Linked DNA regions of Mus musculus: region 2 is linked to region 1. The links are chromatin contacts, called in public promoter capture Hi-C maps. All regions are on one chromosome and are shown on one strand. Each heading gives the region's core, a stretch centred on a gene start, on an enhancer-like site or on the middle of the called end of the contact. The rest is flanking DNA. Distances are from core to core; before and after follow the strand shown. Region 1 overlaps Wif1 (Wnt inhibitory factor 1). Region 2 overlaps Tbc1d30 (TBC1 domain family, member 30).

What was found. Capture Hi-C pulls out chosen DNA fragments and counts their contacts.
Region 2: a promoter capture Hi-C map of liver shows a contact between it and region 1. The contact joins two enhancer-like sites. A contact is called at or near these places in 3 of 9 other capture datasets (embryonic stem cells, liver and pancreatic islet).

Annotation. Positions count from the first base shown.
Region 1 is chr10:121,087,956-121,090,992 of GRCm38.p6, reverse strand. Wif1 (Wnt inhibitory factor 1) reads right to left here. Exons shown (of 10, transcript NM_011915.2): 7 at 787-882. Among named protein-coding and RNA genes, the nearest start is that of Wif1, 55 kb to the right of the region's middle. Within about 2 kb of position 1,507, at least 37 of the 459 cell types and tissues checked have an H3K27ac peak or open chromatin away from gene starts, as enhancers often do. A contact at or near this core is called in liver, where this site is marked.
Region 2 is chr10:121,294,170-121,297,206 of GRCm38.p6, reverse strand. Tbc1d30 (TBC1 domain family, member 30) reads left to right here. Exons shown (of 13, transcript NM_001361015.1): 7 at 347-515; 8 at 2,450-2,618. Among named protein-coding and RNA genes, the nearest start is that of Gm35404, 53 kb to the right of the region's middle. Within about 2 kb of position 1,521, at least 26 of the 459 cell types and tissues checked have an H3K27ac peak or open chromatin away from gene starts, as enhancers often do. A contact at or near this core is called in liver, where this site is marked.

The DNA.
Region 1 (3,037 bases), core at 258-2,757:
TATCCTTTCCTCTTAGTTGGGTCAGTAGGCTCAAGGTGATTGGCAGGAGAAACCCTCTGTGCTGTGAGTAGGCAGACACATCTCCCAGAGCGTTTGTCTTGAGCCTCTGGGAAAAGTTCTTGGCCTAGCCTTCAGACAAAGGGGGCAGCAGTTGAATCTAGTAAAAAGAATCCACTGGCAATGGACTGACTGAAGGAGCTGAACGGTTTGCAATCCCATAGGAGGAACAACAATATCAATCAACCAGACCCCAGAGCTCCCAGGGACTAAAAACAAAACAACAACAACAACAACAACAACAACAACAAAACCCCACCAAAGAATACACATAGAGGCTGGATGACTATGACTCCAGCTGCATATGTAGCAGAGGATGGCCTTGTCGGGCATCAATGGGAGGAACGGCCCTTGGTTCTGTGAAGGCTCAATGCCTCAGTGTAGGGGAATTCGAGGGCGGGGAGGTGGGAGTGGGTGGGTGAATAGGTGGGTGGGTGAGTTAATGGGTGGGTGGGGGCACACCCTCATAGAAACAGTAGGAGGGGGAATTGGATAGGTGTTTCTGGGGGGATCAGCAAAGGGGGTAACATTTGAAATGTAAATAAATAAAATATCCAATTAAAAAGTGACCAAACATTAAAAAAAAAAAAACTCATAGGAGGTCCTGGGTCTACATTGGCTTCAGATTTATCAGTGGCAAAAGGAAGCAGGAGAAAGGTTTCACCGCCCCCAAGCCCCGCCCAAAGCCCCACCCCCAAGCCAAAAAAGAACGTGGAAGTGTGTACTTACTGAGTTCACACTGCTCTCCCTCGAGTCCAGGAGGGCAAATACATTTTCCCGGGTAAAAGCAGGTCCCTCCATTAAAGCAGGTGGTTGAGCAGTTTGCTGTTAGAATGAACGACAGGGCGCTTCGTGAGACAGGAAGTTAAACCTGGCAAAAATTTCACTTAAACTGGGTGATACTTCTTCAATGTGTGTCTAATCCCATCTCATTTACATAATAAGCAACTCGCTTTACAGTTTTGAAACAATCGATTCAAATTATAATCACATTCAAATTACAAAGACTCTACGTCAGAATCTAAGAGCGAATAGGCTTGTCAACACATTGCATTCACTCCTATGAAAAAGGTATAGTAAATACAATCTATGCTCTAAAAACAAAATCTACAAATCCAAGAAAGTTTTTTTCGAAAGCATCAGGTTGCAAGATAAAGGGAGGAAACTTCTCTGGGTTAGCTAAAGAAGAGACAAAAGTGTCAGGTTCCAACCAGGAGGAAGTGGCTCTCCCAGAGATGAATGGAGGTTCGTTTTAATGAATAGGATTTTAAAAGAGACTGCGATGGTACTTGGAGAAAGACTCTAATTGCATCCAGAGAGACAGACTGAGGAGGGTCGGGAAGATGAGGAGGAGCCTTGACTGAGCCTGGGAGATTGACATTCCAAGCAGTGAAAAGCCTATGTTTACCCTGAGCAGTGAGCACACTGTCTCTCAGCACAAGCCCCTCCCTCTTGGCTTCAGTCTCTTGGCTTCAGTTTCTTGAACTTCACTGATCTTTAGCACTTAAGGTAGAGGGTAGAGAAACGGGAAGAGAAAAGAGGAAATCGTGAAAAGGAGGCAGCTTCCATCTGTCAGTAAAGAAGGTTAAAAGGGAGCTTGGGCTGGGTGTAGAAGCGTTTGCCTGGAGTCCCGGAGGTAGACACGCAGTGGGAGGTGGATCTCACTTCTGGATACCTAGTAACTTTGAAGCCTGGTGTATGTGGCTATGTGGGCCCTGCCTCAAAGGGGGTGGGGGTGGGGGGGGGAGACCAGAACTAAAAGTTAAAGCTTAGCTTTTTCAGTCTCAGTTACGTGTCCTGGTTTTGTCTTTGTGTCCTGTAAAATATATGGATAAAGGCTTTCAGTGATAAAGTCAGAGATTTTAAAATGTGTGTGTGCTTTGTGGAAAAGAAGTTCCATTAAAATATCATCCCAGAACATCAGGCTTCTTAACCAACAAACAGCATTCAAATTGCAAGAGGGTGCGTTTAGCATCATGATGTAGAAATGAGCAGAGGCTGATCGCTCTGGGACAGGATTGAGAGTTTAGGAACTGCAGCACTCTGGTCTGGCTCTTTGCCACTTGGACACAGTGTTCTTAGGACTGTGCAGTTGTTCTTATTAGTGAGTCCTGTCTCCCCGCTCGTCTGTATGTCTCCCCAGTGTAGGAGTGAGTGAGAGAACATTAGGATCAATATTCTCTTGTTCCACACCCCACTGGTCCTGACGCCCACTGCTATGTAAGGACAGTGGGCCTGACAGCACACTTTAAACAGAATGTGCTAAATCTGGCTATATAATAATTTGACTGCTCAACGCCCTTCTCCTTGAGTTAACACATAGCTATGTAGCCCTTGCTGGTCTTTCTTTAAGTCACGACTCTTCTGCCTTAGCCACCAGCATGAGGAGCCGTAGGCATCAATACCACACCTGTCCTGGCGGTTTTGTGACAATTGACACAAGTTAGAGTCTCCTGAAAGGACAGAACCTCAGTAGAGAAACTGTCTCAGAAAGATACAGCTGTAAGGCATTTCACAATTAGTGACTGATGAGTGATTGATGAGTGATTGACCCTTAGGAGCGGTGTCATCCCTGGAGTCTATAAGAAAACAAGCTGAACAAGCCATGATGAGCAAGCCAGTAAGTAGCATCCCTCCCTCCATGGCCTCTGCATCAGCTTCTGCCTCCAGCTTTCGTCCCTATCCTGACTTCCTCCAATGATGGACAGTAATGTGGAAGTGTAAGCCAAAAAAAAAGTTCTTTCCTCCCCAATTTGTTTTTGGTCATGGTGTTTTATCCCAGCAATAGTAACCCCAACCAGGACACCACTCAAATAAACTCTTCTTATTCTTAGTACTTTTAAACCTTCTTCTGCCATCCTGACCAAGATTTTCAACATTTCTGCCCTATGGTTTCCTGGGCTTTGAACCTGGTCACCAGAGCACAGTGTGAAGAAGGGATGGGATCACTCAGAAGTGGGATTTAGTGGACTGTGGTTAG
Region 2 (3,037 bases), core at 272-2,771, 210 kb before region 1:
GGAACCTGTGCCTTCTCATCTCTCCGCGAAGCTGAGGGTTGCATAATTGCAATTACATATGGGGTGAACTCAGGTCTGGCAGCCCTTTTAGAAACCTCGCAGCATAGCTGACTTTGGGTTACTTAGATAATTATGCCGCCTTCTCATTGCAGGAGGGTGAGGGGTGGGGGTGGTGTAGGTGAGTCCCGAATTGGTTTCTGACGCATCAGGAGGAACTTTGGTCAGCTGCTTCTGTGTCTTTTTGCTGTGATTTTTTATTTTGGGCATATTAAAATCCTGGAGGGTATGAAGCAGGCTTGCGATTTCTTTTTTTAATTTTAATTTTTAAAATTTTTTTTATTTTTAGATTATGATTTATCTGATTGATAAGGTACTCCCCGAAAGCTACTTTGTCAATAATCTCCGGGCACTGTCTGTGGATATGGCTGTCTTCAGAGATCTCTTGAGACTGAAGCTCCCCGAGCTGTCTCAGCACCTCGACACACTTCAGAGAACGGCGAACAAAGAGAGCGGAGGTAAGAAAGACGCGTGGCTATTGCGTTCCCAGAAGTGTTTGGCTGGTCTGGTTCTGCTCTGCCTATGAGTTTACTTTCTGGATGGAAACAGGTTGCCAGGTATTTCTGTTTAAAGGGTGTGGTGTCATCACACTTCCCTTTCCAGAGAACATACACAATATTGAGAATATATAGGGTCACGAGCTGAAGCTATCGGTAGATAAGGGTGGGTACCTGGTTAAGTGTCTAACTCTACGTTGGCTCCAGATCCGCAACCATCAGGATATGTTCAGCTCCTCACAAAGAGTGGTGGACATGGTCTAATCGGTTAAACTAAACTGGCACTGGACCAGAAGGACTTTCTAAAAACTGAGGTAGGGGCGCTTTGGCACAGACTGTGACCTTGGTAGAAGCAATAGGTTATTGAAAAGAGACTCTGGGTCACGGGTCACTGGTAGGTAGTGGACATCCTGAGTCTACTGTGTCTGCATGGTGCATTTCTGCCAACTGTGTTTTCTCTGAGCACCAGAGACCCGTCAGACACTTGCTGAGCTTCTGTTTGTGGTGGCCGGTTGCTGTGGTACACCACACACAGTCTAGCTGGGAACGCAGGGCTGAGTTGCAGTCAGTGATGGTGCTTATCCAGCATGTGCCGGGGCCCTGGGTTCGAGCCCTTGGACCAGCAAAAGGAAAAAGCGAGGTGAAATGAAGTAAAACAATGAGGCACACATTAAAGGATGCTGTTTCTGAGATGAGGTCCTACTATGTATCCCATGCTGGCCTCAGACTTAGTGGTAACCTCCCTGCCTCAGCCTCTTCATGCCGAAACTACAAGTTTGTACTAACATGCGGGGCTATGTTAAAGGGTGCTGAAGATCTAGTTGTTATTAAAAAAAAAACAACACTGGAGGTTTTAGAGGCAGCTGAGTATCTCTAATGGTCTTGTGTGATCCGGCTGCAGTAGAACTCTCTTTATGGTAGTGGCAGACATGGGTTATTGACATGTAGGTTTCCGTCAAGTCCCTTTGCTCCCGACCATGAGGATAACCTTGGCCTCAAGTCTCTGAGCAAATATTTGTTCACAGGAGAGAAGAAAACAAGTCCTGGGAACTATTTTTTTTTCTTACCATGAGATAGTTGTACTATTGACAGTCACTGGGGAGATGAGGGTAAAAATCTTAACAGACATTTATAGTCACGTGGGGTGGGAAGGAGGGCTGAGCTCTTAGTGAGTCCAGAAATTCCAAAATGGGGCGGATCTCCCTTTAAAATCATGTATCACTTTGTTCAAAACATTTTCCAGTTTAAAGTTGTTTAACATGTAGGTATTTTGGAATATTTTCCTGCTAAGTTTCTGTTTCATTCCATTGTGATCTTGGAATTATACAACTTAAGAGATAAATAATATAGGATAAGCAATTTTAGCTCTAATAACCACATTTGAATTGAAGTGGGAACTGCAAGATTTTTGAAAGTCTGCTGGCATTTTTTGTTTTATTTGGGTTTTTGTTTGTTTGTTTGTTTGTTTGTTTGTTTTTGTTTTCTTCTGGGCCTTGAACCCAAGGTCTCGTAGGTACCAGTTGAGCCCCAGCCCCAGAGTTTGTATTTGAGCAGATACAATGGCTTCTTCTCACACTTTTTTTTTTCTTTGTTTTTCTTTTTGGTGAGGAAAAATTTCTCCTTCCTTTAAAGCAGACTACAATAAGTGCAGCCAGATCTAGGTCAGGTTAAAGACTTGTGAAGAGTGGCAAAGAATTTATGACTCTCGTGTCCTGGAGCCTTCTATTAAAAATGTTTCCTCTAGAAAGATGGGAGGGAAAAAGGAAGAAAAATCGCTAGGGAATACAAAGTAGGTAGCCAGGAAGCAGCAGGTGAGGCCATGGGAGAAAGAAAGGGCGCCGTGCACCTTACACATCCCCACTCTCAGGGGCTTCTGCGCCCTCTCTGTGTTTCAGGCGGATACGAGCCCCCGCTCACCAACGTCTTCACAATGCAGTGGTTCCTCACGCTCTTTGCCACGTGCCTCCCGAACCACACGGTTCTGAAGATCTGGGACTCCGTGTTCTTCGAAGGTTCAGAGATCATCCTGAGGGTGTCGCTGGCCATCTGGGCAAAGCTGGGAGAGTGAGTGATTGTCTTTTCTGCCCTCTGCTGTTAGCTGCCTTTGGGCTCCTCAGAGCAAAGTGTGGGAAAGCAAGCTGTGGCCCCCACAAACCTCAGCGGGCTCCTAGCCGGCTTGGCACCCGTGGTCTCTGTCTGTTCCCAGCCCAGTACATAGCCGGAGACTGAGGGTCTGTCATAGCCATCGCCTTTCCCACAAAAGCTCTGCCTCTCCAGGGCTCCAAGATGGCTCTCTTGGTCCCAGTGGCCAGCTGCTGCCCTCCCAAGTTTCTGCGGCTAGCTGCGGGTGCGCTCTCGCCAGCATACTCTCTGCTGTGGTTACCTCTCTCCTGGAGCTCGGTCCTTGTCCAATCTTCAGTTCCAAAGCCTGGCAGAATTCTGCCCCGGCTAAATTCTTTCCCTCCACCTCACCTGAGTCATTG